Regions from separate parts of the Mus musculus genome. Here regions 2, 3, 4, 5, 6 and 7 are each linked to region 1. The links are chromatin contacts, called in public ChIA-PET, Hi-C and HiChIP or PLAC-seq maps. All regions are on one chromosome and are shown on one strand. Each heading gives the region's core, a stretch centred on a gene start, on an enhancer-like site or on the middle of the called end of the contact. The rest is flanking DNA. Distances are from core to core; before and after follow the strand shown. Region 1 holds the start of Klf6 (Kruppel-like factor 6). Region 2 has its middle 21 kb from the start of Gm40660. Region 3 has its middle 53 kb from the start of Gm35615. Region 4 has its middle 34 kb from the start of Gm35671. Region 5 has its middle 37 kb from the start of Gm40660. Region 6 has its middle 47 kb from the start of Gm40660. Region 7 has its middle 77 kb from the start of Gm35615.

Evidence for each region. Hi-C and Micro-C count contacts between places; a contact is called where the count stands out from the background. ChIA-PET counts read pairs in DNA pulled down with a chosen protein or histone mark. HiChIP or PLAC-seq counts read pairs in DNA pulled down with a chosen protein or histone mark.
Region 2: a Hi-C map of cortical neurons shows a contact between it and region 1, with 4 times the contacts expected there. The contact joins the enhancer-like site here to the promoter of Klf6 in region 1. A contact is called at or near these places in 6 of 39 promoter capture datasets (the C10 cell line, HPC-7-derived erythroid cells, embryonic stem cells and 3 more), 1 of 484 Hi-C or Micro-C datasets (cortical neurons), 5 of 115 datasets of contacts at active chromatin or transcription factors (the 230-238 cell line, bone marrow-derived macrophages, large pre-B cells and 2 more) and 1 of 9 other capture datasets (pancreatic islet).
Region 3: a FOXA1 HiChIP or PLAC-seq map of pancreatic cancer cells shows a contact between it and region 1. The contact joins the enhancer-like site here to the promoter of Klf6 in region 1. A contact is called at or near these places in 7 of 39 promoter capture datasets (3T3-L1-derived adipocytes, HPC-7-derived erythroid cells, cranial neural crest and 3 more), 9 of 484 Hi-C or Micro-C datasets (the BV-2 cell line, ECoMG-derived neutrophils, the N1E-115 cell line and 5 more), 18 of 115 datasets of contacts at active chromatin or transcription factors (the 230-238 cell line, SST interneurons, bone marrow-derived dendritic cells and 13 more) and 1 of 9 other capture datasets (adipose tissue).
Region 4: an H3K4me3 HiChIP or PLAC-seq map of forebrain shows a contact between it and region 1, with 7 times the contacts expected there. The contact joins the enhancer-like site here to the promoter of Klf6 in region 1. A contact is called at or near these places in 3 of 39 promoter capture datasets (the 3T3-L1 cell line, hippocampal neurons and liver), 7 of 484 Hi-C or Micro-C datasets (cerebral cortex, cortical neurons, forebrain and 1 more) and 9 of 115 datasets of contacts at active chromatin or transcription factors (CD8 T cells, VIP interneurons, bone marrow-derived macrophages and 5 more).
Region 5: a contact with region 1 is called in a Hi-C map of cortical neurons, with 2.2 times the contacts expected there. The contact joins the enhancer-like site here to the promoter of Klf6 in region 1. A contact is called at or near these places in 5 of 39 promoter capture datasets (the 3T3-L1 cell line, frontonasal cranial neural crest, hippocampal neurons and 1 more), 5 of 484 Hi-C or Micro-C datasets (cerebral cortex, cortical neurons and forebrain), 8 of 115 datasets of contacts at active chromatin or transcription factors (the 230-238 cell line, acute myeloid leukemia, bone marrow-derived macrophages and 4 more) and 1 of 9 other capture datasets (pancreatic islet).
Region 6: a contact with region 1 is called in an RNA polymerase II ChIA-PET map of memory CD8 T cells, with 227 read pairs. The contact joins the enhancer-like site here to the promoter of Klf6 in region 1. A contact is called at or near these places in 10 of 39 promoter capture datasets (the 3T3-L1 cell line, 3T3-L1-derived adipocytes, embryonic stem cells and 5 more), 3 of 15 datasets of contacts at CTCF or cohesin (the NIH/3T3 cell line, large pre-B cells and pro-B cells), 5 of 484 Hi-C or Micro-C datasets (CD4 T cells, adipose-derived mesenchymal stem cells, embryonic fibroblasts and 2 more), 19 of 115 datasets of contacts at active chromatin or transcription factors (the 230-238 cell line, CD8 T cells, the NIH/3T3 cell line and 14 more) and 3 of 9 other capture datasets (adipose tissue, embryonic stem cells and macrophages).
Region 7: an H3K4me3 HiChIP or PLAC-seq map of intestinal villus epithelium shows a contact between it and region 1, with 7 times the contacts expected there. The contact joins the enhancer-like site here to the promoter of Klf6 in region 1. A contact is called at or near these places in 9 of 39 promoter capture datasets (the 3T3-L1 cell line, 3T3-L1-derived adipocytes, HPC-7-derived erythroid cells and 5 more), 1 of 484 Hi-C or Micro-C datasets (Th2 cells), 12 of 115 datasets of contacts at active chromatin or transcription factors (the 230-238 cell line, CD8 T cells, Th17 cells and 8 more) and 1 of 9 other capture datasets (adipose tissue).

The regions. Positions count from the first base shown.
Region 1 is chr13:5,860,047-5,863,129 of GRCm38.p6, forward strand. It overlaps Klf6 (Kruppel-like factor 6), which reads left to right and starts at 1,443. Exons shown (of 4, transcript NM_011803.2): 1 at 1,443-1,796. The coding sequence starts at 1,593.
Region 2 is chr13:5,474,747-5,477,677 of GRCm38.p6, forward strand. No RefSeq gene overlaps it. Among named protein-coding and RNA genes, the nearest start is that of Gm40660, 21 kb to the left of the region's middle. Within about 2 kb of position 1,550, at least 1 of the 459 cell types and tissues checked has an H3K27ac peak or open chromatin away from gene starts, as enhancers often do. A contact at or near this core is called in cortical neurons, where this site is marked.
Region 3 is chr13:6,235,161-6,238,162 of GRCm38.p6, forward strand. No RefSeq gene overlaps it. Among named protein-coding and RNA genes, the nearest start is that of Gm35615, 53 kb to the right of the region's middle. Within about 2 kb of position 1,536, at least 15 of the 459 cell types and tissues checked have an H3K27ac peak or open chromatin away from gene starts, as enhancers often do. A contact at or near this core is called in pancreatic cancer cells, where this site is marked.
Region 4 is chr13:6,339,542-6,342,775 of GRCm38.p6, forward strand. No RefSeq gene overlaps it. Among named protein-coding and RNA genes, the nearest start is that of Gm35671, 34 kb to the left of the region's middle. Within about 2 kb of position 1,705, at least 22 of the 459 cell types and tissues checked have an H3K27ac peak or open chromatin away from gene starts, as enhancers often do. A contact at or near this core is called in VIP interneurons, cortical neurons and forebrain, where this site is marked.
Region 5 is chr13:5,491,032-5,493,989 of GRCm38.p6, forward strand. No RefSeq gene overlaps it. Among named protein-coding and RNA genes, the nearest start is that of Gm40660, 37 kb to the left of the region's middle. Within about 2 kb of position 1,445, at least 7 of the 459 cell types and tissues checked have an H3K27ac peak or open chromatin away from gene starts, as enhancers often do. A contact at or near this core is called in cortical neurons, where this site is marked.
Region 6 is chr13:5,406,842-5,409,967 of GRCm38.p6, forward strand. No RefSeq gene overlaps it. Among named protein-coding and RNA genes, the nearest start is that of Gm40660, 47 kb to the right of the region's middle. Within about 2 kb of position 1,785, at least 19 of the 459 cell types and tissues checked have an H3K27ac peak or open chromatin away from gene starts, as enhancers often do. A contact at or near this core is called in CD8 T cells, effector CD8 T cells, memory CD8 T cells and 1 more, where this site is marked.
Region 7 is chr13:6,210,787-6,213,805 of GRCm38.p6, forward strand. No RefSeq gene overlaps it. Among named protein-coding and RNA genes, the nearest start is that of Gm35615, 77 kb to the right of the region's middle. Within about 2 kb of position 1,530, at least 13 of the 459 cell types and tissues checked have an H3K27ac peak or open chromatin away from gene starts, as enhancers often do. A contact at or near this core is called in CD8 T cells, Th17 cells, Th2 cells and 1 more, where this site is marked.

The DNA of each region.
Region 1 (3,083 bases), core at 193-2,692:
GCCCATGGTCACCTCCATCTCTTCCATACAATAGGCACGTGAGATAACTTTTCCCATCTTCGCCCCCATACATAGGCCTACAAACCTGACAAGCCTATGGTTCTGGCACATGCTTCTCTTCTAGACTTCGTAAATTAAACAGAAAAACTCCCCTCAGCTTATTTTACGTACTTGACAACTTTTAAAAGGATACTATTCATTAAAAATTATATTCGAAGTTGTTATAATTGGATTTTTATTCAAAAATTTTAGTCGCTCGTTTTTTTTTTTTTTTTTTTTAGATATCATGGTGTGCTTTGGTAGATAATTTGTATGAAAAAAATTGTCATCTTCAACCTAATTTGAATTGTTTACACATCCATGGGAAAGCCTGTTAACCTTGGTGAGACATCTCCGAGACTGCCTTCTACGAGATAAACAGATTTAAACCCCATTAGCAGCAAAATCTGCATCTTCTTTGAATTAAAACTGTGCAACAAGAAAAAGGGGAGTTTTAAGCTGTGAATGTCCAGGTCTCCAAGTACAGTGTGGCCATGGCGCCAGGTCACGGATGCGATCTTAAAAGCTGCATTTTCAACTTTTGAGTGGGTAAAATTCATTCCTGAGAACTGAGTGTTTTTGACACACTGGTCAGGTAGGGGGCTTTTGAGATGCTCTACCGTTTCCCCCTCTCTGCCTGCGTAAGAAGTGGGGGTATTTTGGTCTCAGGCTCCTGTCATCCTCCGTCCTAGACAGAAACTACCACACAGTGACTCTGGAGTACCAAGTCCCCCTGCTGTTCGGTCTTATTGTCCCATCGCCACAGGGAAACCTGCGGGCACGTTTGCGCCCACCCCGGGGCACCTCTGCATCTCTGAGTATGGAGGGGACTCCGAACAAAGAGAGAAATCAAGGGACCAAGGAGAATGGAGGGTCAGGGAAGGATCCGGGAACACGGGAACCCAGCGGGAGGAAATGAGGGGGATCGGGAATATGTCTGCTATCTTTGGTCTTTTTGGGGGGTGCCGGTCCGTGTGACCGGATCAGAAGGTGCAACCGGGCAGCCGGGCGGCGGGGACAGGTGCCCGGTTGCCCGGCTAGGCTCCCCCAGCTCCGGCCGCTCCGGCCGCACTTCTGCAACGTTGGGCTGTACACCTCCCAGCGCCGACTCCTTCGGTGCGCCGTAGCCCTCGCCTTATATACCCTGCTAAAAATAGCCTGTGAGACGTCTTTCCAATCAGCGCAGGCCGAGTTCGAATTGCACCAATAAGGAGGCCTTTAATGAAGAGGCTCGGTCACGCCAGGCGGGGCCGCTGTGTGTCCGCACCGGCGATTGGTGCGAGCTGACATCATCGTCGCGCAGCCCCGGGTACAGGAGCGGCAGGATTGGGTACCGTGGGGGGCGGAGCTCCAAGCTGGTCACGTGGGGGGAGAAGGGGGGAGCCAAGCGGGGGAGGAGGGGGGAGGCTGGCAGCGGAGCTTTGAATAGGGAAGTTTTGCAGGGGTTACGCTTGCAGTCAGTCCGCTGTTTGCAAATATTGCGTGGGCTCGGCGCGCTGCGGGCTGCGGGAGGGTCCGGACCCGGCGTCCGATTGCAGCGCCATCCAGTTTGCATGAAACTTTCACCTGCGCTCCCGGGAACAGTTTCTGCTCGGACTCCTGATCGTTCACCTCCCTGTTTTCCCGACAGCGAGGACTGTCTTTTCCAACCCGACATGGATGTGCTCCCAATGTGTAGCATCTTCCAGGAACTACAGATTGTGCACGAAACGGGCTACTTCTCGGCTCTGCCGTCCCTGGAGGAATATTGGCAACAGGTAAATACGGATTTTTTTTTTTTTTTCACCTGCCCGGTACGCCGAGGAGGGAGTCGCGCGGAGGAGCAGGCAAGATGGTGTGTGCTTGGAAGTGCATCTTTTTAATGATGATTAGCATTTGCCTAATTAAAAATATAAAGTAATGATCTTAAGATGTCCTTCTGCTGCCTGGAATGATGAAGGCACTGTAGAGCGAGCCTTCGGGAGCGAGGAGTAGAGTTGTCATTTGTGTGAAGGCGAGCTCTCCTTCCCACTACGTTTTTATTTCTTCATTTTTTTTTCGTGTTTTGCTAATTCCGAGCTTACGAGCAGCATACACCTGGGGGGGGGGACCCCAAATTATTCTGACCGATCCAGACCTGAGCCCTTGGCACAAGTTTGGGGTTTGTACCAGCTCCAAACTCCACAGCTGGACCCTGTCATACGAACGAGCTTGCCTTGACTACCAAAAGATTTGATTTAAGGATTTTGGTTTTGTTTTGATATTTGTATGTCCCAAATTTAAAAGTCTTAACATTTTGCTTGCGGAACGCAGTAGTTCTTTTTGAATTCAAGGCCATTTGCAGTTTCTTTTCCGTCTGGATAATTTCTTATCATTCACGTATGCCTGCCTTGTTTTTCTTACCTGCTTTTCTTGTTGACTGCGCGGCGGGTGTGTGTGTGTGGGGGTGCTGTTTGCACACAAGTGACTTGTCAGTCATATGACAATGAGTCCATTCCTAGTTGCTTCGGGTCTTACTTTGGGCAAGAAAAATCTCTAATTCCGGCATTTTAGTGGAACTAGAATTTGGGGCAACCGGAATAAAAGAAACACCCCCTACCCCTTCTAAGTCATAGGATTCTGTGAGTGGCAAAAATATTCTCAAACACTTTCACCATTGTCTTTAAAAACGATGATTCTGTGGCCGTCTCTCTACCCTTCTGGGTATTTTTTTTCCTCCAAGTGAATTAGCAGATCAAATAAATTCCGTCGGTTTCACAACCTCCCAGGCTTTAAAACCCAGGAAAAGCGAAGTGTTGGCTGAAACCTCCCCATGCCGGCTTAATTGTTCACAATCCTCTCTGCCTTTCTCTCCCCCTCTCCATTTTTCCTCCTCAAAGAAGCTGCTCCCTGGGACGTGATTGAAATTGATCTTAGTAGTTTCCTTTAGGCATTTGGGATTTGGGCAACTAGCCAGACTTGGCTCCTGGTCCCCTTCAGAGCCTTTTAAACTCCCAGAGAGCTTCGATCAGGTCCCCACTGCTCATCAGCATACTGGCGATTTTAAATTAGCCAGTTGATTAAAG
Region 2 (2,931 bases), core at 300-2,799, 390 kb before region 1:
GTTTCTATGGTTATCTAGAGTCCTTGATCTTGAATTAGTTTTCATTATAGTGGAGGTTTAATATTGAAGAAGATATATCATATGAAGAAAAAGGATCATATGTTTGAGCACTGGGTTCCCAGATTGGGGGAGGCTATAGAACCTTTAGGAAATGTAACCTTGCTGGAGCGTGTAGCATTTATAGTAGCCACATGTTGTGGAGCTTCAGTGTTTACATCCGTGCCTCACTTGTTCTACCCCATGCTTGCTTCCTGTGTGTCCATGAAATGTGCACCACCCTACTTCTGCTGCCATGTCATGTCTTCACTCTCATTATGGACACATACACAACCTCCTCATAAACATTATTCTACATAAACAATACAAAACCACAGGAAGACGCCAGTGTCCTGTGTACTGCTCACAGAATACAAAATGACAGTTACTCTGTATTCATTTTTTTCTCTTCTCTTCTTTTTTTATATATTAAACAAAAGATTTATTCTTAGGAAACCTCATACAAACTTAATTGATGCCAACAGGAGCTTGTTGACAGGAGCCTGATAAAACTGTTGTTTTCTATTTACTTTAAGAACAGGATGCATAAAGGTGTCCTAAAAATAATCAGAGTCGGTAATGTTAGCCCGAGCCATGGAGAATGGTATTTCTAACCTTTATTATCTTTATTCATAACTATCACTATATGCATGTCTGTTGCAGTAAAACAATTTTAGCTTTTGAAATGTTTATATAAATCTGAAGATGATATTTTTAGGAGAGGCATTTGCAAATAAAATAAAAGAGAAGGCCCAAGCACTGCACAAGACTCCCTTTCGTTCCTTCCTTTGCTGTGTTGCTCAGTATGCAGGCTTAACCTACCACAGACCTTGTCTGTGTCCTTTTCATCGAGGAACCTGCCATTAGAAATGAAATTTTTCTTTTTTCTGATTTTTAATTTTTTATTGGGTGTTTTATTTATTCACATTCCAGATGTCATCCCCTTTCCCAGTTTCCCCTCTGGAAACTCCCTATCCCACACCCCCTCTCCCTGCTTCTATGAGGGTGCTCCCCCACTCACCTCACTGCCCTGGCATTTCCCTACACTGGTGCATCAAGCCTTCACAGGGCCAAGAGCCTCTCCTCCCTTTGATGCCCGATAAGACCATCCTCTGCTACAAATGCAGCTGGAGCCATGGGTCTCTCCATGTGTATTCTGGTTAGTGGTTGAGTCCCTGAAAACTCTGGGGGGTCTGGTTGGTTGATATTGTGGAACATGAGATTTTTTTTCCCTACCAAGATCAAACTCAGGTAAAGTCTTGCCTATGTCAATAATGTACAGGATCTGCAGAAGGACTTTACAAGCAAATCTCTCCTTTACTCTCAGTGTCTCTGGTTTCTCACAAGCATCTGGCCTCTACAACAAACACTTTTAAGCCATATTTCAGAGGTTCTCCACAGAACTCATCTTCTGCCATATTTCAACATGCAATAAATATCCTTTTTCTCAGTTAGTAACCATGTATCATGTCCCTTGTAGATATCTCTTTCTTGGAATCTGTTCTAACAATACTGGGCCCATACCCAAAAAGCACTAGAGGCATCCCAGATTATCTCTTCTCAGAATCAGTCCCACTAGCTCTGTCAAATTGACAAAAAAAAAAGGAAATAAATTTCAAGCAAGCAAAATCTGAGCTGACTACTGTATTTAGGTGTGTGCCACTGCAATTCAATTAAATGTCTAGATAGAAACAAGAAACAATAAAAAAATGCAAAACAAAAAAACAAAACAAACAAGAACAACAACAACAACAACAAAAAAAACCCAGCCAGTTAAGAACTGTATGTTTTTCTACAGAGAAGCTTCACCCAAATGTCCATGTTTGGAGTGAAAATAGGGTTCTTTCCTTGCTTCATTGTGTGGGTTTCCCACATAGTAGGCCTTTCTCAAAAGCTAAAGACAACATTGCCTCTACCAATGCCAACAAAACATGCATTTGCATATTGAGAAGGGAGAATTGGAAAAATCAGAAGCAGTCTGCAGAGATTTCGAAGGAGGAGGTAGAGTTGCCAGTAGCCAGGTAGAAACAGTCTAACATGACAGACACATTTCCTGAGCCTATCACAAGCCACTCACCTTCAAGATAAAAGCAGCATAGGTTCAGAGCTCAGCATGAAGTACACTTGACCTTGACCCCTACAGACTCAAAGTGCATCATTCTTTAGGGCAAAGGCTTTAATTGATTTCCATCTTTGGACTATCTTTAAATAGTTAAAAACTATATATCTATAGTATACAAACCAGTTTGTATAAAGAAGTCCCCTCTGACACCCTGCCTGTTTCTCTCAGACTTCACTCCTATCTCAGGGACTGTAATCTAGTCAGCATGAAGCAATATATATTTTCCATGATAAATTAATTATGAAATTAGGAATGCTAAAGCACTCAGTTAATAGTGCTCAGGCATAATCATATTAAAGCGACTGTTTTTCTACACTATTATTTTCAATCTTGTTAATTATATCTTAAAACTGGGATAATCAGAGAGTAATGAGCCATACGAGAAAGGAAGGCAAAAGAAACAGAATAGAGCAAAGTGAGGCACAACATAAAGGTCTACAGTCTCTAATTTGGCTAGCTGCCTCCTTTGGAAAATTGTACTATTCATCTCTTTATCCACTGACAAAGTTATTGGATAAAGAGTTAGAACCGTGGTTCTCAACTTGCATGTCAAAGCACCTTTGGAGTTACATATTAGATATTCTGCATATCAGATATTTGCATTATGATTCATAACAGTAGCAAAATTACAATTGTGAAGTAGCAACAAAAAATTATGGTTAGGGTCTCCACAGCATAGGGAACTGTATTAAAGTATCACATCATCAGATGTACAGTTTGAAATCCTCGCATAAAACATATTCAAAAGATGGTGTTTGGGGTTTTGCTTGTCC
Region 3 (3,002 bases), core at 286-2,785, 380 kb after region 1:
TAAGGCAGTTATAATAGCCAAGACTGTAGACAAGATACTCTTGAAAAGAACATTTTTTTTTTTTTTGCCCAGCAAGCTACTGAGAATATACTCACTGGCAGTTTAAAGAATCTTTTGGATTATAAAATAGATAATTATGTAGAGATGATAGCTGGGAACACAGTTTACTCTAACTCGGGTTTTACCTTGGTATTTCCACTTCTGACTTACATTCTCAAGAAATGAGCAGTAGAAGAAATGTACAAAACCTAACTGGAGCTAAGAAAGTGACTGGGTGTATTTTTGACATACAATCCTGAGGACATGAGTTCTATCCCAAGAACCTAGGTAAGGGTAGGCTTGGTAGAGCATGATTGCAATTCCAGTACTCCAACTGTGAGATGGAAGTTGAGGTCAGGGAAATCCCCAAAGGCTAACAGGCTTTCTGATACCCTGACCTACACAGCTGACAGTGACAGGAAGCGCTGCCTTAATCAAAGTAAAAGGTCACTTCTGACTTCCAGTGCACATTTCATGATGTGTGCATGGTTCCCCCCCTCACATCCCCCAAAAATACTTACTTGAGTGATGCCCTTTGAAAAAACTTACATTATGGCTGAATAGTTATATCCTTGGTCCTGCCACTCAAACCACAAATATGGGAATAATGCCTTCTGCTCCATATTGAAAAAAAAAAAAAAAAAAAAAGAGCTCTTTGTAAATCATCATGTTTCTCTAGTGATGTATGCACATCAATACCATCCTGTACTACCATATTCAATGTTTCTGAAGAGATGGGACCTAGTTCATGCTACTATTTTGTTGCCGAAGCTACAGTGCTGTGTTTTCAGTCCATTGGGAGTATCTGACCAGGCACTCCACAAAATTCAAGGAAGATGTGAGACTTACTAGAAAGTAATTCTATTAAGAAATGTCTGAATGATTAACCCATTCATCAATGGGTTAGGTTGTCTTGCTGTTGTTTTTCATAAAATCAACCTGTTGCTTTAAGTAGTCTATGATCACATTACTGAGAAAACAAACAAATACATTTCAAACAAAAAAATTTACTAATACAAGGCACTCAAAAAATGAAGGTCAGTTGTGGTTGACAAGAAGTTGGAAAGGTAACTATCAGTGGAACTGAGCTTCATACTGTAGTAGAGGCATTGAATATCAGAATAATTCTGATGTCTTTCCTGAGATTTGAGGTATATTTTTGAGAGCATGGGTATTGGCTGCTGGGTAGGTAGGGAGGATCTGGGAGGAGTTTCTGGAAGGGAAAACATGGTCAAAATATATTCTATGGAAAAAAGCATTTAAGAAGAGGAGGGGGAAGAAGAAAGAAGAAGAGGATCCGGAGGAGACGTCAGAAAATGACCATTATGCTAGATTTTGTGTTTCTGAACTTACACAACCCGAAGCACAGCCTTTCAGCTGCTGGAAGCTGTTAGGGTATTACACTGTACATTGAGCATCCCTTAGATGCTGTGCAGGAGAGTCCGTACTGTTACTCCTGCTGAGCAGGAAGCCAGCCCACATACCTTTGCATCCCGACCCTTTTCCTACATCCTTTAGCGTATCAGCTACCGCCCATGAGTCACTCAACAAACAGGTACAGAGGTCTTGTTCACTTTGTGGCTTAGGAGAACATTCCAGCGTCTCTGGTAAGGAAGACCAGAGTCTAACCCCAAAGTTTTAAATGGCTAGAATTACTAGTAGTGACTGAATGTTACGATGTTAAGATGGTATCTCAAGTTTCCTTCTAATGCACCTCGCTGCCTATTTCTACATAAATTTCTCCCTAAATTCCAGAAGATACCATGCTTCTGAGAAAAGTAGCCTAGTCTTGCAGGAAACTGCCACGTTTCCTGCTTCTTTTTATTAATCATTGTGTGGAAACAGAAAATAGCAAAATAAATAAGTACATAAATAAATAACCTCTCTGTTATGTCCTAGTTCAGCTCTGACCAGGAAAACTTTCATTATGAAAATGAGAGCATTGGGGAAAGTACATTGCTGTTAATTTTATTGTATTTCCAGGTTGGATGTCACTGCATACCTGTACTTTTACGGGCAAATCTTCTACAGTCATGCTTATAGAATAGGGCCAACTCTCATAATCAGGTCTGATTTGCCCTGTGAATCAGGAGAACATTCCAGAAGAACAAGAAGCTCCCAGGGGCTCTAACTACTCGGATAACTGGAAGACCAACTTAGCTGTGTGGTCAGTCCTTAAGTCCACATATTCCTTGAGTAAGGCACAGTTATGCAAGAGCTACAAAAGGACAAAATGTATACGACATAGAGTCATCCTTCTTCTCTTGCTAAGTGATGAAATGTTGACAGTGTTCTCTCCCACAATCTTGAAAGCCAATGATAGGTGTGGTTTTTAAGGGCAGGCAAGCTGTAAATCTACAGCACTACAGTAGGCATGCAGTGGGTACTGGGCATCTGGGCACCATCAGGACATAATTAACTCTCTGCAGAAGAGATGCAAGCTACCTCCTTCATTTCTAGAGACCAGACCTGAAATCTGGATGCAGATGAACTCTGTTAACTGTGATAAAAAGATGGAATATTCATCTCACCAGGAGGGGAAGTAGCTTTCTCATCCATCAATGCTTTATTCCTGAACAAAATTGAACTGCCAAACCTCAGTGTGTTAAAACAGTGATGTACCCCTTGATAAATGAAGAATGGAGGATTAGAGGTTTGGGTCTTCCAAACTGAGATGTCTCCCAAAGTTCAGATCCTCAAAATGTGACTATGTTTAATCATATGTTGAAAACTAAATGCAACTGTTGGCTGAGCTGAGGAAGTGTAGCTTGTAGAAGCTATAATGCCTTCCATTCTCTTACTACCCACCGCAGACATCACAGAGAATTTTTTTTTAAATTAGGTATTTTCCTCATTTACATTTTCAATGCTATCCCAAAGGTCCCCCATACCCACCCCCCCAATCCCCTACCCACCCACTCCCCCTTTTTGGCCCTGGCGTTCCCCTGTACTGGGGCATATAA
Region 4 (3,234 bases), core at 455-2,954, 480 kb after region 1:
AATGCCTGTAAAAATCCACTAGGGGCTGGTGAAATGGCTCAACAGAAAAAGACACTTGCTGCCAAGCCTGAGGACCGCAGTCTAACCCACAGGACCAGCATGGTAGAAGGACAGAACCAACTCCTGCAAGCTGTCCTCCTACCTACATACTTGCACTATAGCATATGTGGGCTCTCAAACATACACCATACATACATACATACATCTTACTTTTTTTTTAATAGGGGGCTGCAAAGATGGCTGGGCAATTTAGAGCACTTGCTTTTGCCAAGGTTGCAAATTTCAATCTCAGCACCCTTGGTGCTGAGCTTGAAACCACCTAATAACTCCAGCTCCAAAGGATACAACTCCTTCTGGCCTCTATGGGCAAGACATACATGCAGACACAAACATATACACATATTTAAAGATGATTTCAAGCAAGGACATTTTAAAAATGAAAATTCATTGGGACAAGCTGATGTGATGAGTTTCCATTCTTCCAATAACCTCCTTCCTTCACTATTTAAAATTTGCTGAAGATTTAAAAGTATTAAGAGATAGTGGAGTGTATTTTTATTAGATTATTTTTTACTTTATAGGTAACTATAAATCATTTTAGAGCATGTTCTGGGTCTCCAAAGCCCACCAGGAATTAAGCGAGGAATCCTCAGGAGATGATGTTCAGAATCAATATTGTGGGACAGAATACCTGCCCATCGAATTGCATGCTGTTCTTTCTGGGTTTTCTCTTTGGTTAATTTCCATGAAGCGGGTCACGTGCTCTCACCCTAAGACCTCCAGGCATTCTCAGCTGTCACTTGTGAACAGCTCCTTCCTCCCTCTGCTCTTGCCACATGATGGGTGCTGGCAGCTTTTCACTGCTGTGCTGGCAGCCCCAGGCTGTGAAATCAGATGAGCAAATAACCTGAAATGCGACACACCTGGCGAGAGACAAAGGGCACATTTTCCACTGAGTGTTAGAAAACTACCAGCGCCAGGGATGTACTTTTGAATGGAGACAAGTTATAGAAATGACACTGCTGGTGCCATATATTCTGAGAACAAGCATTCTTCCTACTGTAATTTCATGTGACTTTTAAAAATGTATTTTATTATTATTTTGTAGTACCAGCACCAGCAGTATGGGCTGGGCATGTAGCTCAATTTTCAGAGTGTTCACCTACCATTTGTGAAGCCCAGGGTTCAGTCTCCAGTCTCACATGAACTGAAGGTGGTAGCACATGGCCTTGATATGATCCATGCAACTTAAGAGGTGGAGATAGGAAGACCCGACACTCAGAATCATCCTTAACTACATAGTGTTTTCAAGGCTAGCGTGAGATACATACTCTACTATACATGTATTATCATTTTGATATTGCTATAAAATTCGTCTACAGTAACCATAACAATAATGCTCCACCTCGGGAAATTTAAAAAGAAGTGAAGAGATAGAAATCGGAATGAATACAGTGAGCCATGTTGGGGGACTGCTTTTAATTTTAGAAGTAAAGGGAATATAGAAGAACACCTTGCATCTAAGTTTTTATCATCCAAGTTGTAGCTTCTTAAAGATAATGAAAGTGTCTCACATCTTTCAGTGGGTAATAGCAAAATAGATTTTCTCTGATCAACCTGCAAGAGCCTGTGTCACTAGCTCACACAGATTCTGCAGTCAACACCTCTAAGCACGATGTGCCATGATATAATTACCTCCTGCACAAGTCAGCCCTTGGGATCTCAGCCGGTGCCAAGCACAGAACACCAGCAGACAGACATATGGTCCTCCCTCTCCCTCTGTGATATTTTTATTCAGGAATTTCTGTGCAGGCCCTGGGTTTTGGCTGCTGCATTCCTGAATCTGTCTTGTGAGGCCTCTTTGCTCACAGTAACTCATAGAAGCTGCCTTTTGAATATAAGAAAAAAACTGATTCATAATTGAGCCAAATAGATTCATTTAATGGACCTAGCCCGAGGGATATCAAGCTCATTTTATGAGCAAATTTAATGAATTGTAATGAATGTCCTCATTTGAAAATTGTGTGTGTGTGTGTACCATAAAGGTATCACAGTACATGCCATCTCAGACTCACATGGGGAGGAACAATAGGGAAACTCTTCATAAAGAATGCTTATGAAGCCAGAATTTTAGATACTTAAGTATTACATATGGATTTTAAATAAGAATAATGAGATACATAAATCTAATACACATGATCTCCAAAGTAGGAGTCAGCAAAAAAGAAAAAGTTTCTTGTCTGGCCTTGTGACTCATGCAGGTAAAGCCAGTGCCTAGGGTTAAGATAGAAGGGTTACTGTGGCTTCAAGTCCATCTGGAGTTATAGAGCAAGCTGAGGACCAGCCTGAGCCATACAGTGTAGAATAAGACGTTTCTCAAGGCAAAGGAAACAAAGAGGTAGGGTAGGGGTGCTCAAGTAAATCAGGTTGCACTATCTATACCTTTAAACGTATCAAAAATAAGTTTAAATTTCAAAACACAATCTATTCTTAAAAACAGAAGAAATGGGAAAGGGGAATTAAAGAAAATGGTGCCAATATATACGCAATAAAAATGTACTCTTTTAATTTAAGAAGAATTAAACAAATGGAAAGAATTTCTTCCCTTTGGAACTGAATTGTAATTTCTACTCCTAGTAAAGGCTTCTCCAGTATCCCCACCACCACCACCACCACCTTCACATATCTGCGTTCCTCCAGCCTAGCTCTATGGTGACCCTCAACTCATGGTTGCCTGCCTTTGTCATCAGCTAAAATGACACCACCAGTCCCCCAAATCAGGGATTCATACAGTACCTTACTTCACTCAATCAAGTGTCCATGGAGGAGATCAAAAAGTATTCAGTTGCACGGTGCAGTTTTATGGGTGGTAGTGGTAGAACAGCCTGGAGCAGTCATTTCTCCACCTTAAGGGAACATCAGAGTTTCCAGAAATCATACCTGACAAAGTATGCATCACCTGCAGATGAATCCAGTACCTTCTCCACCCTGTTCTGTGCTTTAGGAAGCTGGGTGCTGTGATCGCCTTCCTGGACTCCCGAGCTTCTGGTGATTTCCATTAATGGAACAAGATTGTGGAAGAGAAGGTGGCCAGATTTTCATTTTCTGCTCCAGTGCAGGACTGACCTTTGGTGCTCCTTAATTCTTTAGTGCTTCTGCGACTGTTTCAGGATCTTGAGATAGGAGCGCACTATCCAACACCCAATAGTTACATAGCTGTGGCAGGCTACCTTT
Region 5 (2,958 bases), core at 195-2,694, 370 kb before region 1:
AATGGAGGAGTTAGAGATAGTACCCAACGAACTAAGGGGTCTGTAACCCTATAGGTGGAACAATAATATGAACTAACCAGTACCTCCCAGAGCTCATGTCTCTAGTTGCATATGTATCAGAAGATGGCCTAGTCAGCCATCATTGGAAAGAGAAGCCCATTCGTCTTGTAAACTTCATATGCCTCAGTACAGGGGAATGCCACGGCCAAAAGTAGGAGTGGGTGGGTAGGGCAGTGGGGTGCTGGAGGGTATGGGGGACTTTTGGGATAGCATTGGAAATGTAAATGAAGAAAATACCTAATAAAATTATATACAAACAAAAAATATATAGGAAATAATTCCAATGAAAAGCAAATAATGATTATAAACTGATAAACATGGCTGAAATTATTGTGCAGCAAAACTAATATCTTTAAAGGGAAACACAATTTTGTATCAGTTTAATATGTTTATGAATGTTTTATTAAAAATAAAACCCACATTAAATTCAGCATTCAATCCATTGAAAAATATATGACTCGGTGATACTTATCATATTGGCAATCTGCTACATGATCAGCAACATCTGTCTCTATAACTTTTCAATTTTTTAAAACTGAAGACATGTCATCTTCAGACATGTCTGTATCTTCTATTTTTAGTTCTTGGTAACCACCATCCTATTTTCTACATATATGACTACTGGAGGTATCTCATAAGTGAATAAAATAATATTTGTTGATTTATTACTGGCTTGTTTTACTCAACATAATGTTCTCAAAGTTGATACATATTGTATCAAGCATCAGAATTACCTCAATCTAGCTAAACAACTTTCCATTCTCTATGTGTGCCACATGGTTTGCTTATTTGTTTATTACTATTTAAGTATTGGGTTTCCTCCATGTTTTAATTGCTATGAGTAATTATACTATCAACACAGGTATAAAGATATCTCTCAGAGACTGTACATTCTCAGAACTGAAATTTCTGGATCATATGGTAGTTCTTTTTTCAAATTTTTAAGACCCAATAATACTGTTTTCCTCTTCAGACATAGCATTTCATAAATTCACCAACAGACTGCGTATTGTTCTGGTTTCTTTATCCACATACTTTGTTCTCCATGGTGGTCATCATAAATAAAATTAAATTTAACAGTAGAGTACTAATGATGTGTTAGCTCATTCAAGAAAAAGAGAGAAATGATTTTTAAAACATGATTCGAGATTGAAAGAAACAGAAAAAAAGCATAAATTTTGAAGTGATTGAGGCAGTCATAAAAATATATACAAAACTTTCTGACGAGACATTTGAAAGTCTAGAGGAAATGGATTATTTCCCAGAAAAATATGGATTGCCAAAATTCACCCAAGAAGAAAGGGGAAACTTAAATACACCAGTTACCATAAAAGAGTTTAGAAAAAGATGCTTAAAGATCTATCATTGAAAAAGGCAGTGGGAACAGATGGCCACCCAGCTGAGGTTTATGTAACATGCATTTTATATAACCTTTAAGAAAGAGAGCTGTTCAAAGTTAAATTATTTCAGGCCTTAGGGGAAAAAAGATAAAAGACTTCCCCAGTTCATTTTACAAAGGCAATATAACATTCAAAATAGGAAAATTGAACAATAAAAGATGATTATAAAAAGATGTTGTTCATGAACAAAGATGAAAATACATTAAAATGTGAGTAACTATGTTATGGCCATGTTCCTTTTATGTGTTTTGTTGTTGTCACATAAGTAACATATTCAATGGATGATTTTGTGTCAAAAAATAACAGAAATGAAGTAAAGACAAAGGCACTCTACCATGGCCTCATGAAGCTTTCTGTCTAGCATGAGGAATATGAGAGTGAAAGAGGTAAACACACACTTGATACATCAGATGATGATTCAGCAAAAAGAGAAAACTGAGCAGAGATATAGATAGGTGCTAAGAGGAAAGTTAGCCACTTTGGATTACGTATACCTTTTATCAGAGAATTTGCTCTGCTAGTATGGAGGCTGGAGCAGACCAGAGAGCACTGTTTGGGATTAATGCAGAGTAGATAACACAAGAAACCAGTGAAGAATGCCATAAGGTACCAGGACCACAGTGCACCTGCTGCAAAGCAAGATCAGAAGAAGGCAGGGAAATACAGAGAAAGAAAATAGTGCTGAGATCATGCAGGGCATTAAGTAAAACAATGAGTCTCCCATGAAAGAGGAGTGCAGCACTTTTAACATGGAGCTGGAGTTATTTAACTTCTGTCTCAGAAGTTAAAATGGCTCTGACCAGTAGAGTGAGACTGAAGTACAGAAACCAAATGGGGGTGTTTTCTGGTGCCTAACATAGGGCTTCAGATGCCTTGGATAGCAATAGTGACAGTGAAAGTGTTAGGAAATGCTGAGGAGGTGTGTGTGTGTGTCTAATTGTGTTTGTGTGTGTGTTTCTGTATGTATATCTGTCTGAATGAGTGTATTTGTGTGTGTATAATTGTGTTTGCGTGTGTGTATTTGTGTGTGTATGTTGGTATATATGTGTGTGTTTGTGTGTGCATATGTGTATATGTTTCTATATGTGTGTGTGTTTGTGTATGTATCTGTGCGTATGAGTGTGGTTTTGTGTATATATGTGCACATATATATGTATGTATATGTGTGTGTGAATGTGTGTATGTGTGTTTGTGTGTGCATATGTTTACATATACCTGTGTATGTGTATGTTTGTGTGTAAGTATAATATATGTGTGTTTGTTTGTGTTTGTATGTGTATGTGTGCATGTGTGTATGTGTGTTCGTATATGTATATATGTGTAGGTTTATCTGTGTATGTGTCTGTATTTGTGTGTATGTGTGTGTGTGTATGTGTAAGTATGTTTGTATGTATTTATGTATGTGCAAATATGATGTGTGTGTTTGTGTGTGTATGTGTGTATATGTGTGTCTCTATGTATGTGCACATATTTATTTAAATGTGTGTACATTATTATA
Region 6 (3,126 bases), core at 535-3,034, 450 kb before region 1:
AAATAAGAGCACTGAGGAAAAATATCATTTCTGATTATCTCAGAATTTAACTTACCCACTTCCCTTGCAGGTCGCTGAGTGTGTGTGTGTGTGTGTGTGTGTGTGTGTGTGTGTGTGTGTGTGTGTTTTCAAATGAATGTGTGGATATGTATGTTTGTGTGGCATGGGGGTATATCTATGTGTATGGGGTTGGAGGTCAATCTCAGATATTAGTGCTTAGGAGGGATCTGCATTGTTTTGAGAAATAAGATCATATTTTATATTTCTTACTGAGGTTTGGGGCTGCCTGAATAATCTAGACAGGTAGCCAGAAAGCCCCCATAATTCCCCTGTTTCACCTTCACCAGTGCTAAAATTACAAGAGATTGCAAACATGCTTAGTTTTCTTATGTGTTGTTTGTTTGTTTGTTTTTAAGTTGGCACTGGGGTTTGCACTGAAGCTCATATGCTTGTGGGCCTAGCATTTTATTACTGAGCTATGAGCCAAGCCCCATCCTCTCCTCTTGCTTTATTTTTTTATATATATATTTTCATTATTTACATTTCAAATGTTAGCCCCTTTCCTGGTCGCCCCCCCCTCCCCCCAGAAATCCCCTATCCCATCCTTCCTCTCCTGACTTATATGAGGGTGCTTCCCCACCCACCAACCCACACCCTCCCTCCCGCCTCCCTACCCTGGCATTCCCCTACACTAAAGCTTAGAGTCTTCATAGGACCAAGGACTTCTCCTCCCATTGATGCCCAACAAGGCCAAGCTCTGCTATATATGAGGTTGGAGCCATTGGTCCCTCCATGTGTACTCTTTGATTGGTGGTTTCGTCCCTGGGAGCTCTGGGGAATCTGGTTGGTTGATACTGTTGTTCTTTCGATGGCATTTCAAACCCCTTCAGCTCCTTCAGCCTTATCTCTTAACTCCTCCATTGGGGACCCAGTGCTCAGTCCAATGGTTGCCTATGAACATTTGCCTCTGTATTTGTCAGGCTGTGGCAGAGTCTCTCAGGAGACAGCTATATCAGGTTCCTGTCAGCAAACACTTCTTGGCATCTGTGATAGTGTCTGGGTTTAGTGTCTGTATATAGGATGTATCCCCATGTGGGGCAGTCTCTAGATGGCCTTTCCTTCAGTCTCTGCTCTGAACACTGTCTGCTCAGTCTCTGCTCAGTCCCATGCCCATGGAATGGTAGGATTAATTATAGTAAAATGGCCATCTTGCCAAAAGCAATCGTCAGATTCAATGCAATCCCCATCAATATTCCAACTCAATTGTTAATAGAGTTAGAAAGAGCAATTTGCAAATTCATTTGGAATAACAGAAAAAAAAAGACAGGATAGGAAATCTATTTTCAACAAAAAAAGAACTCCTCTTGCTTTCTGGACTCCCAGTTTTCAATAACTTTTCTTTCCTTTAGGTTGCTCCCAGCACATTTTACAAGGCACGCCACTGCAAATTTCTCATGAGCTTTAGATTCTTCGTTTCATGTGAGTGCTACTGTAACCTAGTAAATAACAGCATTAAGCACTTCCTGCAGAAGCTGATGGTCTACACATCCCCCTGTCACCCAGTCCAAGTGCACCTTTCTGTTGAGTGGATGTAACCACAGTGATGACTTTTTTTTTCCCTCAAAGGATCAGTAGTTGCCACTAAATGATTTTGCTAGTGAATAAGTGCTTACTACATTAAGGTTCATTCCTTTTACCTGAATCTCAGAGAAGCAGAAAGCACATCTGATGGAAAGTAAAGTGGTTTCGTATATATGACCGACTTCCTGCCCTTGTGTGATAACAAGCACATTGAACTGAAAAAGCCTCTCACTTCACAACTGGCCTGTATGATCAGAAGTGACTGGAGCAACCTTTCTGAACTTTGGTTTCCTTGCCTAAAAAGGACTTGGTTTAGAGGAAGTTCAGTAGTTGTCATGCTAATTTGTTCTATAGGGAGGTTTCACAAAAGCTCCATATACATACCAGTATATTGTTCTCTTGGCACAGTTTTAACTCCACAGCACGAAGTTTATATTTTCTCAAATTCTAGTTTCTAGAATCCTATAGGTAAATCAGTGTCTCCCAAGAACAGAGTGAGTACAGACATCTCTGGCAGGAGACCCTACCAGCACTCACTGTCCCCTGGGGAATAGCTTTACTAGATTTTGTTGAATAGCCAAGAATATATCTGATGGACATAGGTTGGAGGCCTCTTCTCCCCTATGAAACATGGACAATGCACAGCTATCAGGAGACTCTAATGGAGGGATATCTGTAAAACAATGTGTGTATGAATTAGAAGGAATAAGATATAAGCAGAGATTTCACTGATTATTCTCAACCTGATTTATCAATCTTATGTTACTTCATGGTTATTGAAAATAATTTCAAAGGGCTAGGGGAAAACCCCAGTGGGTAAAAGGACCTGCCACAGGGGGATTAAAATCTGAGTAAAAATCTCCAAAATTCACACAAAGCTAGAAATAGAAGCATGTTTCTGTGTATTACCAGCCCTTCTAATGAGAGATGGGAGTGGAAGACAAGGGAATCTATGGAGGCTCATGAGCTAGGTAACCTAGTGTGTGCAGTGTCTGTCTAAAGAAAGTTGAAAGATGATGACATCCAAGGATGGTGTTTCATCTCAACCAACGTACTATGTCAGTAGTATTCCTTCACTCACAGAGACAGACACATACACGCAGGAGTTTATAAAAATTATTTCAGGACTGGATTAACTGTTGCAGTCACCAATTGCCAATAAAGTAAAACTAGTCATTTTACTATGATTTTGATATGTTTAAGTGACTTTCTTTGACCAATGTATAAATTATATAATATAGAAATTGTAGGTATTTGGGAATTAACTTTATATTGTAAGTCAAAGTGTTAAAATCATTAAAGGTTGAGGTCATGACACATGAGCAAATTCAACCAAGAAGAGTAGACAGCAGGAAATAATCAAACTCAGGGCTGAAATCAACCAAGTGGAAACAAAAAGAACTATACAAAGAATCAACCAAACCAGGAGCTGGTTCTTGGAGAAAATCAACAAGACAGATAAACCCTTAGCCAGACTAACTAAAGGGCACAGGGACACTATCCTAATTAACAAAATCAGAAATGAAAATGGAGGCATAACAAGAG
Region 7 (3,019 bases), core at 280-2,779, 350 kb after region 1:
GATCTGTCACAAGAACAGGGCATTCCACAGTATTCAAACCCTGCTCAATGTACAGATTTATGTACTCTAGAGACAACTGACAATGTTTCTTTAAGCCAAATAGGTTTTACAAATGTTAAGGAAAAATAAATAGCTTGGTATAGCAAAAAAAAAAAAAAAAAAAAAAAAAAAAAAAAAAAAAAAAAAAGCCCAAATAAGTCTTACTGCTTCTTCGTTTCAGAATACAGAAACCTCATTTATAGTGGATCTCAATACTGGGAGAAGAGTAACAATTGCAATTATGTATGTGATAAGCACACACACACACACACATTCAGTACAGTAGAGTATACTCTGTTAGAAGGGAAGGGATGTGCCTTATAAGATGTGTTAGTAGAGCTTCATGGCAAGGTGACTATGATGAAGCAAAGGTCCGTCTCCCTCCACTCATTCTGAGGAAATTCCTAAGGAGATTCCCAAACACCTGCAGAATGATTCCATGGCGCCCTAACTACCAGCTGCATTCACTTGTCATGTGTCTGAAGGAGAGACCTCATTAGCCAATTCCAACAAAAGTGACCTTTAGGATGACATTCAGAATTGCAACAATACAGGGGAGAGAAGGCAAAATACTGCTGATAAGGCTCGAGGATTCTCACCTCCAACATCAGATGGAATGTCAGCTGTTCATGATGTTAGATGTTGGGAGTGACTCTTGGTACAGCAATAAAGGATTGATATTAAAGAAATGTGCTGTGGATTATTTATTAACCAATATACTGTTGGAAGCCATTTGAATTATTTTACCTTCTTCCTGGTGATGCTAAAGGCACTGAGATGAACAGCCTGAACACATATATAGCCCTCTCCAGGGACAGATTTCCAAAGAGAATGTGCAGTATCAAATGCTGAACAAATTTACTAGGTTTGTATTGAATTATTTTTCCTGCTCTTTTCCTAGAAGCTGCATATTTTATAGTTCCAATTTAAAGAAGTAGAAACAAGTATTTCTCTGTGTATTTATTGCAGCCAGATAAATGTCCCCAGTGATGTCTATGTCATAATCCCACGCATGTATGACAAGTTTATATTGCATAACAAAAGGACCTTTGTAGATAGAAGTGAGATAGGGAGTTGAAAATAAAAATAATGCTGGTTTTCCATCGCTGTAAGGAAATACCTGTGATCACTAACAAAAAACTGAAAAGTTTTTTTGAGCTCATGGATTCAATCCTTGAGTCCTTAGTCCTGTTACTTTGGGGCAGTGGTAAGAAAGGGCATCTTGGTAGGTAGGGCATGTTAGAGGAAAGCGGCTCACCCCAGGAAGTCAAGGAAACTGAAAGGAGACAGGCAGAAGCTTGGGCAGTAGTGTATTGGGGGCCCATGGCCCCAGTGATTTCACGTCTTTTCTGTAGGACTCACCTCCTAAAACTTCCACCACTTTCCAAGCAAGCATCTCATGGTCTTTTGGTGGACACTCAAGGCCTGAACCACAGCACGAGATGACTGAATTACTCACTATCTGCACAGACAAAATATCATCCCACACAAGGCCTGGACCACAGCACGAGATGACTGAATTACTCACTATCTGCACAGACAAAATATCAGCACAGGAATCTGTAAATGCTCATTGGTAAGAATGAGCAGGAGGTCACAGAGTGACAATATGTGAACTCAAGTCATTGTTGCTAGCTTTGAGGATGGAGGAAGGAGCCAGAAGCCAAGGAATGCATGCCCTTCACAGTTTCTAGAAAACAAAGAAAGCATAGAAGTCTAAAAACAAACCTGTAGCCCACTGCCATCTTAATTTTGGCTTAGTGAGACCCGTGGCAGGTCCATCACCTCTGAAACTATCTTGCAGTAGATTCCTTGTAGTTTCAAGCTACAAAAGGTAAGTCATTACACAGAAAATGAGTATGTTCACTTCACATTATAAAACATTTTCACTTTCAATTTTAGTATGTAAAAGAGATATAGTTCAGTAAATGATTGCCCAATGTGACAACTGTGAAGTTACTGAGTACTTTACTTCCTTTGGCCCTAGATCTCTTTCTGTCTTGTGCCCAAACCCATTATCTCCCGTGCACATTTTGTTTACAATACTCTTTTTGTGACCTTATTAATTTTTTGACATACTCTGTTGCCTCTTGGAGGTTGTTTTTACTTCTAAGACTTGTTTTAAGTAAATGGCTGCTGGGACTGAAAGCAAACAAATCCTAACATCATCTCATAAAACTGCCTCCCAGGAAAAAAGAAAAATAAGCAGCTTAGAAACCCCTTCATCCATTTCTCAGTGCATCCACATTACATGCATTGCTTATACATAAGCAGAACCTGGGCCACCCTCCAAGATTGCCCTGCAGTCAAAGGGAAGAAGCAAGAAGATAATGTGACCATGACCCAGAGCAGGCTTGGACTAAGACCTGCAGCCATCCCAAAGGCTGCTTTCAGGAAACGGAAAATGCATGCTTTAAAGACAGCATGGTGTCTAACCAGGAAAGCACAAGAGGCTCTTTGGTTGAAATTTCAGCATTCTTTCTTTAATGTGGATGTACAGTGGAGGAGAAAGAGAGCAACAAAAGACCCTGTGTGCCATTATGAGAGATTCATCATGAAACAATTTCTATTTAGTTTGCATATTTTTGAGGTTGCATAAACATGACAGTAAAATCTAGACAGAATTGCCTCCAGATTGACACAGAACACTCGAGGAAAAGATATACAAATTTCTTTTTATAAAACCCAATGTCACCTGATCTTACTCACTTATGTAGCTAACTTATGGTGTAGCTCAGTACTTAGATATTTTCCTAGTATGTGCAAGGTCCTTCATCTCAACACTTGAAAAAAATACGAAAATAAAAATTTAACTATAGGAGCTGGAGAGATGGCTAAGTAGTTAGGAGCAGTTGCTGCTCTTGTAGAAGAACCACATGTGGTTTCCATGTCAGGTAACTTCCTCACAACCACCTGTAACTCTAACTCCGGATGTTTCTCACTTCTACTATCCATGGGAACCTATACTGCACACACACAC